3 separate regions of the Mus musculus genome follow, and regions 2 and 3 are each linked to region 1. A link is a contact called in public Hi-C and promoter capture Hi-C data. All regions are on one chromosome and are shown on one strand. The core of a region is the stretch at or near the end of the contact, and the rest is flanking DNA. Distances in the headings are between cores, read along the strand shown. Region 1 holds the start of Vps26b (VPS26 retromer complex component B). Region 2 holds the start of Rpusd4 (RNA pseudouridylate synthase domain containing 4). Region 3 holds the start of 4930581F22Rik (RIKEN cDNA 4930581F22 gene).

Region 1 (3,124 bases), core at 267-2,766:
TTAAGGCATGTGCCACCAAACTCACCTCTCACCTGGCTCCCCAAATATTTTGTTTTACCGCCTTCCCTTGTCTATCTAGTTCTATTAGAACTAACAATATTTGAAGGTGACTATTGAGCACTGCAAATTTTTGATCATTTAATTATAGTCTTTGCAGCATCACTTCTTTGACTTTAAGGAGAAAATCAGACAACTAAATACCAGCATGGTACTAAGGAAGTTTGAGAAATAGAGGCAGTCAGAAAGAGGCAGGTTACAGGTATTCAAAACATGCACATGCAATGTAATACAGAATGGAGGTGAGATAGATAGACGGAATTTATGAGCCCGGTCCACTGCACTGTATTTTAAAGGGGGAGGAGGGATGATGGATAGGTGGGTGGGGTCACTGCTTAACTTTGGATTGGATCTGACAGCTGTAGCTGTCAAACCCACCTGCAGGATACTGTCTACCACACTATGAAATCCCGGTTACTAGAAGCAAAGCTGGAAGCATACTGCAGAGACAATGGGGATATCCAAGCACCAGGTGAGCATCCGACCATACAGCAGAGGGCTCCCTACCCTATCTAGGCTGTCCCCACCTCCCCAGCAGCACGCTGTCACTTTTGGCACGGAAGAAGGTAATGAATGCATGGGGGAGTCGCCCACGGGCGGGACTCGTGGGTGAATCTCAGGCTTTAGATTACAGTTGAAAAGAACCTGTCGCAGGCCTCGCAGGAGCTGGGCACTGAAAATCTCTGCTCCCAGCCCGTCCCACACTCGAGTCCAGGGGCAGGCTGACGTCCCGGTTTTGGGAAGGTCCCAGGGAATAGACTCACCGATCTGCCCAATGAACTCGATCTTGATGCCCTGGTGCTCTAGTCGCTTGTTGGGGTTCTTCAGTGATAGGCTCACTTTCCCCGAGACGGTTTCCCCGTCGTAGAAGAGGAAATATTTCTCCTTCTTCCCGTCCTCAGTCTTGTGCTCCGCTCGCTTCCTACTCTCCGCATCATTCAGCAAGATTTCCACCTCCACGCTCTGCCCGAAGCCGAAGAAGCTCATCTCCCCGCCTGGCCGCGCCGGTGTCGGCACAGACTGCTCCCTCCCTCCCAGGCGCGAGCTGCCTTCGGGGAAGGCAGGCCGGAGGGCCGGCTGCGGGAACGCGCTGGACGCTGCACCGCAGCCCCGCTCGCTCTGAGCTGGGCGGTGGGCGATCGCCGATGGCCTGCGCCCCTGGGGTGAGGCAGGGCGGAGGAAGGAGGTCGGCTGCGGGTTGCGGCGCCCAGAGCAGCGATGCACCGAGAGGCCAGACACAGTACCAACGCAGATCCTGGCGGTGCAGCGACTAGGGCCCTGGGAGGAAAGGCGCCAAGCACGCGCGTCTCGTCGCCCACCGGGTGGGGTCCAGCGCCCAGCCGCACACACAGAACTGCCTGGACTCCCGCGGCGTAACGCACCGAAGTGCTACGGCGGCGCCGGGCGGGGGAAGGGGCAGGAGAACTCCGGCCCGGATGCGAAGATGATGCCACGCGCACGCGCACGTCTTCTCTCCCCCCCCCCCCCCTCGCTTTCCCTACCCCCTCCAGGCCGTCAAGGGGTGCGCTCATCTGCGCATGTGCAGTGCCAAAGGGCGCTTTGTTTACATGGCGGCTCTGGCCTCTCTCCAGTAGAACTCGGGCCCAGATGTTCCGTCAAGTCCTAGCACTGCAAGTGCCTCCTTGTAATATTCCGGTTGCATTTCTCTTCCTTCTTAGCCTGATAAACGCCAGGCTACTCTTCACATTTGAATACGAGCAACGCTTGCGTGCTGTCTGACGGGATGAGGTGCCTTTCCCATGCACGCTCAGTGTCACCGGAAGGGGCAAATGTGACCGCTACTACAGGAAGTATGCTGTCCCCGCTGGCCTCTAGGTTCCCTGCCGTGTAAGAACGATATGACGGTAAGAAAAACACTAGTGACGTCCTGACCCCAACATTAACTGGAATGCTAAGGGAAAAAGAAAAAGTCCTCGCTAGCCTTGTTTAACTTCCAGTCTTTGCCCCGCCCACTTATGCGCACGCAGTGGGCGACCCAGCCCATTGGCTTGGGTTACGAACACGGCTCAGCGCGGTGATTGGTCGATTGTAAATCCCGAACGTTGTGACTGGTCCGCCAAAACGTCTCAGAGCGCGCGCGGGAGCGACGGCGAGCCGGTACGTCCACGGTCGGAATGGCGCTGCAGGATCTTGGAGAAAACTTGCAGCCTTGGTGTCCGCTGGGTCTCAGCCTCGGTGAGGAAACGCAGCCGCGGGTTCTGGGTTCGGGGCTTGGGGTGTTTTGTTCCGCCTAATGTATCCAAGCTTGCGTCTCGGTGAGGGTAGGGGTAGGGGTGGGGGAAGGGGAAGCCCTGGTCTCTGCACTGACCGTGAGCCCCAGGATTGTGACAATCTGCCCGGGTGAAGGCCAGCCAAACTTACGGTGGGATCTGAGTCCAGACGAGTAATTGGTAGAAAAGAGAGCTAAACTGTTCTAGCATGCGGGAGGTCGAGGCTGGAGGATTGCCATGAGTTCAAGACCATCCTGGGCCACACAAATGAATTTAAACCAGTCTCAATAATAATAATAATAAAACAATAATAATAGGAGTGTCTCAGTGATAATAACAATAGCAGCAGCAACATGAAAAGCTAATAATTGGCCTTTAATAGTGCTAGTGCCTCAGTTATCTCCATCTGTCACCTTTGTTCTACCTAGTCTTGCTGGAGTCCTAAGTCTATTCCCCAGGTGGTTTTAAACAGACAATCTCAATGTTCAGGTTGATTTTTTTTTTCTTAGAATTTGTGATCATAAATTCAGCTAGATGGTTCTTGTACCGGCTGGTTTTGTGTGTCAGCTTGACACAGGCTGGAGTTATCACAGAGAAAGGAGTCTCAGTTGGGAAAATGCCTCCATGAGATCCAATTGTAAGGCATTTTCTCAATTAGTGATAAAGTGGGGAGGTCCCCTTATGGGTGGTGTCATCTCTGGGCTGGTAGTCTTGGTTCTATAAGAGAGCAGGCTGAGCAAGCCAGGAGAAGCAAGCCAGTAAAGAACATCCCTCCATGGCCTCTGCATCAGCTCCTGCTTTTTGACTTGCTTGGGTTCCAGTCCTGACTTCCTTTG
Region 2 (3,124 bases), core at 449-2,948, 8.2 Mb after region 1:
GGAACTACATCCAGATCACTTATCTTATTACAGAAATACAGACAAGTCTTCCCACCATTCTCTACCTTCGTTCTTCACGTCAAAAAAAAAAAAAAAACTGACAGAAATATAACTGTTCAAAATGTTCATAAACAGACTGGGTGTGTGGGGGTGTAGTCTTTTATTCTAGCACTAGGGAAGCAGAGAAAAAGGTCCATGAATTGGAGGCTAGTCTGGTCTACAATGTGAGACCTTTAAGACAGACAGACAGACAGACAGACAGAAAGCAAACAACAACCCAACCTAACTCAGAATCACTGCAGCCACATAAAATATTTGTGAGCTTACTATATTAACAGGTTTGGGGATGAAAGAAGTCCTCCAGTAATTCACATCACACCTTGACTGTATAGCTGGTAATTCACATTTCAAGGACAGTACTTAGCAGGGGGGAAAAGACCGCGGAATGGGACGGGGCTTCATTAATGATCATCTACATTACAGCAGCCTAGTTGGTTTCCCGGATATACTTTCCTTTTTGATCTGTCCTGCTTTGTATTGCCACATTCCTCTCTACAATACCACTTGCAAGGGATTTCTCAAGAAGTTTCAAAGATCCAACTATCACATGAAGTTTAAATTCTTCAACTTCTAGTCTTCTGAGGCTATTCACCTGTTCAACTGTTTCACATGTGGTTTCCTTCTGCTAATTCATTTTGGAGGGAGAAACACCCAAGCCTAATTCAACTATTCATTCTCTAACTGAAATGCAATCTGGCTATCTTGAGGGAAGAGTCACTAGTTCTCACGACATCCCTTCAGCATCAGCTTCCCCAGCAAACGGCATGCGCATCCCAAGGTGTTTTCGAGATTACCATTCCAAAACAGCTGTTCATATTCCCAGCTGCCCTTTGGCGATAGGAGAGTCGTCGTTTGCAGTTCGGGAGTCTCTTGTAGGAAAGGGAGAGAGAGAGAGAGAGGGTTCGACGGTTTCAAGCTATGGAAGGAAAGACTAAAGGAGGCAAAGGGGGAAAAGCTCTTTACTTTCCTTGGGAAGAGTAGATAAGGGAAGAAAGAGGAGACCCCAAGAAACGAACTCTAGAGAAAGGTCAGTATAAACCCGTAGCGCTCTCGAGGTAGGACGTATGGGGCGGGGGTCCTGGATGAAGGAAAAGAACCGTCATCTTCGGGAGGACTGGCTACAAACAACGCGAAACAAAGGGGTTGGCAGTCGCAAAGCGGGAGGTTGGAATATGAGAGATCTGGGGATCTCCGGAGGACGAGCGGCAAGAAAACGAGAAAGAACACCACACGTCCCTCTGAGGACCCGCCGAGGACCTGGTTGCTAAGAGGGACCAGACAGGTGCCGGTAAAGACTGAGGAGCAGCCAGCTTCACTTCTAAGGACGCGGGGGCGGGGAAGTGTTTCTGCGTGGAGTCGTGCCCCGAAGCGAGACACGCTTGCCAGGGCAGTGCTCTCCAAGAATGGAGATCCGGGCCATGCGAAAACCGTTGGGGCACCGGCATTTCCCAGCCCTCGCCTGGCTTCCCCACACACTCACCGCGTCTGCTCCAAACGCCACCGCTCCAGCTGCAGCTACCGGCCGGCGCAGCCGCACTGAGCGCGCACCGCCCCACGTGACCCGTAGGCTACCTGCCCACGTGATCAGCAGGGCCCACCCCCCCCCCCTTCCTCCTCTCCGCGCTGTCCGGCCCCGCCCTCGCCAAGATGGCCGCGCCCTGCTTGCGTACGCCTGGTGTCCAGCTTTTGAGTATGAGTTCGCGTCCCGGGAGATTGTTCACTCCCGGCTCCTGGTCGTTTTGTTCCAGCGCTACTTCCTCTAGGCCCCTGAATGCTCAGAGATTGGCAGAGAAGCTCCGAGCCCAGAAACAAGAGCAAAAGGCAAAGGAAGTGCGGGTGAGTCTAGAGAGACTCAACTTCCGAGAAGCGATGCTCTCACGGCTTTCTTAGGTGTGGGGTGTGGTAGGCAGGTCCTGTAACAGCAAGTACATCAATGTTGAGAATATTCTGTGTGGTAGTCGGAATACCGCACTTTTGCTACTGCCAGACCCACCGCGTGGGTATGCAGATAAGACAGATGGCTATGTATGGTCCCAAAGGAAACATGAGTCAAATTATACAGTACAGTCATTCCACGGATTTCCACCTAAATCGCACTTAAGGCCATTCCCAGCGCTTCACTCCTTCATTAAGCTTTTTCCACCTTTCTCTTTCCTTAGGTGCCTACAAACCCCGTTCAGCGGAGAGTGCAGGAACTAGTGCGATTCACACAGCAGCTGCAGCGAGTTCACCCCAATGTGCTTGCTAAGGAACTGAGCCGAAGGATTCTCCACCAGGACAACGACCTCGTGGTCATTAATAAACCCTATGGTCTCCCTGTCCATGGTAAGAGCCATGTGGGCTAAGGAGAGAAACCTGCTGCTGCTTCCTCTTCCATCTAGGGTCACCCCTGAAGCTTTATTCATGAGACACTCTTGAATTCAAGTTAATTAAACCTTATTATCCCATGTATGTGACTACTGGTAACAAACCAGTGTCTAGTCCCCACTTGCAGATACCTGACAGTGAGCTGTATGCAGCCTCCCACAGGAATTATTGCAGAGAGATACAGAAGCTCAGTTCTGCACTGTGGGCTGTGTACAGCCACCCACAAGAATCGATGCGGAGAAATACAAAAAGTTACTTGCTAACTGTTATTTTCCATCAAAGTGGTTAAAACAAAACAACAACGAAAAAGGAGTTGGGAGCCAGTGTGCGACTGCCGCCCCAGGTCTAGGGGAGGATCCGGTGTTCATGTTCAGATCAGTCTCAGCAGCAGCAAAACTTCATTTCAAAATGAGAGAGGTAGAGAGACAAGGCTGGGAAGAGGAAATAATACACACGGTTGCGGTACACAGTAACCCCAGAGGGACTGGAACTTAATAGATGTCCTGATGCTGCTGAGTGTTCTGATGGGGGACGGCTGAAGTGAGTCAGAATTGAAAGGGAAAAAAAAAAAAAAAAAAAAAAAACATTTGTCAAAGGTCTGCAGGAGGAAAGTAAATATTTTAGCAAAAAAAAAAATATTTTAGTTGGAATAAATCACTCCTTTGGTGGCAGTTCCTCTAGGTTTCGTAACGAGTTC
Region 3 (3,124 bases), core at 380-2,879, 8.1 Mb after region 1:
TGATCTACAGTCAAAATGCTGGCATAACATTTCCAGAGTGCTGGGATTATAAATAGGTACCACCACAATATGTTTAGGCAATGTTAAGAGATCAAGTTTAAAGAGTTTATGACAGGTAAACACTTTACCAACTGCATTCCTTGTGTCGTTGTCCGTCCTCCCCCCCCCCCGCCGCCCCCCCCCCCAGTACTGGGATTGTAGGCAGCTCCGTCTGTCACTGAACCACACCCCCAGTCCCTAATTTACTTTTATGACTTCTGCCTGCATACCTCTCTTTATCTCCATCATCACCTTGAAATCTTTGGGGACTGGCCCAACTCCTGGCTTGCTGTAGTGGGGCTGGGGGATCGGATGTGTTGAGGAGGGTGAAATGAGTGGGAGGTGAGGCCCAGGGTTCAGTAAGCAGCCAAAGATGCCTTCCCCTATGCAACAGGACAGGCCATAGGGGATGCTCAGAGTAGGGCAGAGGCAGAATAAGTTTGAGGAAGCCGAGCGGTGTCAGTTTTCTCAAAGGATGTTTGCAGACCAACTCCCAACAGAACAAAACATGTCCAGTTATTTCTGAGGCCCTAAGTGACTGGCACCTCCTAGGTAGCACTCTAGGGGTGCCTGGGAAAGTAAGGTTATGGATGGTGTTTCACTAGCAAACTCACAACATTCCCTCTGTACCCCTGATACTTACACATATCAATTCGTTTACAACCCCCTGGGTAGAGAGGCCTGGAGGGGCCAAGTGGGATCTGTAGCACTGACCCTGCCCTGTGGTATTGGTGTGTGCCCCTTGTGAGAGACAACTATCACTGTGGTACTATTCAAACCCAGACTAGCCTTTTAAGCCTGACCGGGGGGAGGGGGGGGGGAGGATCTAGCCTAGAGGACAGAGAACAGAGTAGATCAGACTCATAAACCAGAAAGTCTACCCCTCGGTCTGGGAGGAATGGCAGTGGTACAAGACACGTTGGCATCTCGGGGCTGCCCATAGGTCTCAGCCAGCAAGGGTCTCAGAGAGGCACCTAGAACAGACATAGACAAGGGTTCTGCCCCAGCTCTAGGTTAACTTCTCAGTCTTATCCTAGGCCTTCTCACTGCCCATTACCCAGGCAACTTTGAAGCACAGTTGGCCCAAAGACCCCCCCTAATCCCTGGACACAGCCACCCTGCAATTTGGCAAGCCCACCTTTGGGCTTTGCCTCAGCGACCTTGCAACTCCAGCACACAGGCAGACCCTGCAAAACTTGTCACCTCTAGCAAAGCCAGCCCACACGTCCTGACTTCGGAGGATGCTAGAGGTGATAGTCACCCATTCAGCTAGGACGCAAGAGCGACAGGGTTGGGGGTTAGAAACTTTCCGGAGGATTGTCCTGCTCACTCACTCCTAGAGAGCGAGACAAGTCAGGCTTCCCGCGAAAATCTAGTCCAAGCAAGGGACCCAGCTCCCCAGGGCTGTGGCCACCCTACACCAACCCCGTGCAGCGTGGCGTCCACGTGCGGGGCCCCCCGACCACCTCTCCGAGCCGTGGCGGGAGGCTGCAGCCTCGCAGCCCCGTCACTCCCCGCCCTCCGCCGCGGGGCCCCAGAGCCCGGCTGCCGCGTACTCACCCTCGCGGGTGGAGCGGGGCGGGGCGAGGTAAATCCGCGCGCAGCTCCGATCCGTTAGGCGCCCCGACTGGCGGGGCAGCACTGGCGCAGTGGCTCCGCTCGGCCCGGTCCCTGTCCCGGGAGCGGGGCCGGCCTGGGAGCGGGCAAGTCCGCCTGAAGGGGAGGCGGGGGCCAGGGCTTGGGCGGGGGGCGGGGGGCGGGGAAGGGGCCGGACACGCTTGCGCACACGGTCGGGAAGCCGACAGCCGCGAACGCCGCGCTGGAGGGAGGGCGCACCGAGAGAGGGAGGGCGCGGAGAAAGGAGGGAGCTAAGAAGGGAGGGAGGGCATCGAGGAGGGAGGGCGCGCCGAAGGAGGGAGGACGCAGAGAAAGGAGGGAGTAAGGAGGGAGGGAGGGCGCAGAGGAAGGAGGGCGAGGGTGTGAGGCCGCGGGGAGACTGGGGTTGGCCTGGAGGCCTCCCTGGCCTGGAGAGAGACGGCCGGGGTGCGGGAGGCTGGATCGGGTGAGGGCAAACCCAGGGCAAGCGCTGCCTGTGAATGGCTCCAAGATGAGTATGCCCAACGTTGCCTCTAGCACTGATCCCACGCTCTCCTGGAAACAATAACCAAGAAAGGCTTCTTTGCTGTCCCCGCGCGGTTAAAAAAAAAAAAAGTATCCTTTTCTCTCTACAGAAACTCAAGAACAGGAATAGAAGTCCATCCTTCCAATATCCTCCCATGCCCTCATGGCAGTCAGGTGACCTAAATTGACGAGCCTTTTCTCTGCCCCAGGCCGGCCTATGCGCCCCAAACTGCTCCCTTAGCTCTTCCTCCTTTGCATACCCTCTCTTAGCCTTGGATAACTTCTCAGTTTCCGTTCTTGCTGAAGGCGCCAGGCATCCTGTCTCCAGAGGAAACCCCTTCAAGCCTTTAACCCTGATGCCGTGGGCTCTAGAATTGCCTGGACTGCAAACAGTGCAGAAACCACCCTGCAGGACTGTCCATTTCAGGAGTCAGCACAGTGTTACCCAGTTCCTAGCTTGAGCACCCTGGGGCTACAAGGAAAGTATTAGATCCAGTCCCCCTTCCCCCGGAAGCTTGCTATCTAGTTGCAGAGAAGGGGTGGCGGGTGTTGTGCTGGACTCCCATCAAGAAACAGGCGGCACAGGATGTGACTAAGTGTAAGTAAGATGTGAATAACTGACAGTAAGTGCCCAGGGTTTTAACGGAGTTTAAAGTCATCGTCAGGGGAAGCTGGAGGTCTCATGTGTTGGGACTCTCCAATTCACAACAAAACGAAGAGGTGGCCTCCAGCTTCTTCCATTCCGGCTGTTTCCATCTGAATTATACCTTGCATAGGTGGAAGCTCTTTGGCAGCTCACCAAAACCTAGTTTTATTTGAATGGTACCTTTGGCCTGACAGTCACCTAGTCACTCAACAAATATTTATTACATTTCATGTCCTGGTCTGGAGCTAAGCTGGGAATAGACAATACAATGACTATGTCTCTGTGTTTGGCAAGGGAAAAAGAAGAAGGCAAAAGAAA

What was found. Promoter capture Hi-C pulls out the DNA fragments that hold promoters and counts their contacts. Hi-C and Micro-C count contacts between places; a contact is called where the count stands out from the background.
Region 2: a contact with region 1 is called in a Hi-C map of CD8 T cells, with 4 times the contacts expected there. The contact joins the promoter of Rpusd4 here to the promoter of Vps26b in region 1. A contact is called at or near these places in 2 of 484 Hi-C or Micro-C datasets (CD4 T cells and CD8 T cells).
Region 3: a contact with region 1 is called in a promoter capture Hi-C map of pre-B cells. The contact joins the promoter of 4930581F22Rik here to the promoter of Vps26b in region 1. A contact is called at or near these places in 1 of 39 promoter capture datasets (pre-B cells) and 1 of 484 Hi-C or Micro-C datasets (CD4 T cells).

Annotation. Positions count from the first base shown.
Region 1 is chr9:27,028,578-27,031,701 of GRCm38.p6, forward strand. Vps26b (VPS26 retromer complex component B) reads right to left here and starts at 1,517. Exons shown (of 6, transcript NM_178027.4): 1 at 822-1,517. The coding sequence starts at 1,044. Ncapd3 (non-SMC condensin II complex, subunit D3) reads left to right here and starts at 1,588. Exons shown (of 36, transcript NM_178113.4): 1 at 1,588-1,922; 2 at 2,046-2,253. The coding sequence starts at 2,193.
Region 2 is chr9:35,266,183-35,269,306 of GRCm38.p6, forward strand. Rpusd4 (RNA pseudouridylate synthase domain containing 4) reads left to right here and starts at 1,699. Exons shown (of 7, transcript NM_028040.2): 1 at 1,699-1,896; 2 at 2,220-2,385. The coding sequence starts at 1,708. It overlaps Fam118b (family with sequence similarity 118, member B), which reads right to left and starts at 1,623. Exons shown (of 8, transcript NM_194257.2): 1 at 1,541-1,623.
Region 3 is chr9:35,115,099-35,118,222 of GRCm38.p6, forward strand. It overlaps 4930581F22Rik (RIKEN cDNA 4930581F22 gene), which reads left to right and starts at 1,630. Exons shown (of 6, transcript NR_029475.1): 1 at 1,630-1,742; 2 at 2,271-3,124. It overlaps St3gal4 (ST3 beta-galactoside alpha-2,3-sialyltransferase 4), which reads right to left and starts at 1,766. Exons shown (of 11, transcript NM_009178.4): 1 at 1,600-1,766. LOC115487216 (a long non-coding RNA gene) reads right to left here. Exons shown (of 3, transcript XR_003948311.1): 3 at 2,102-2,190.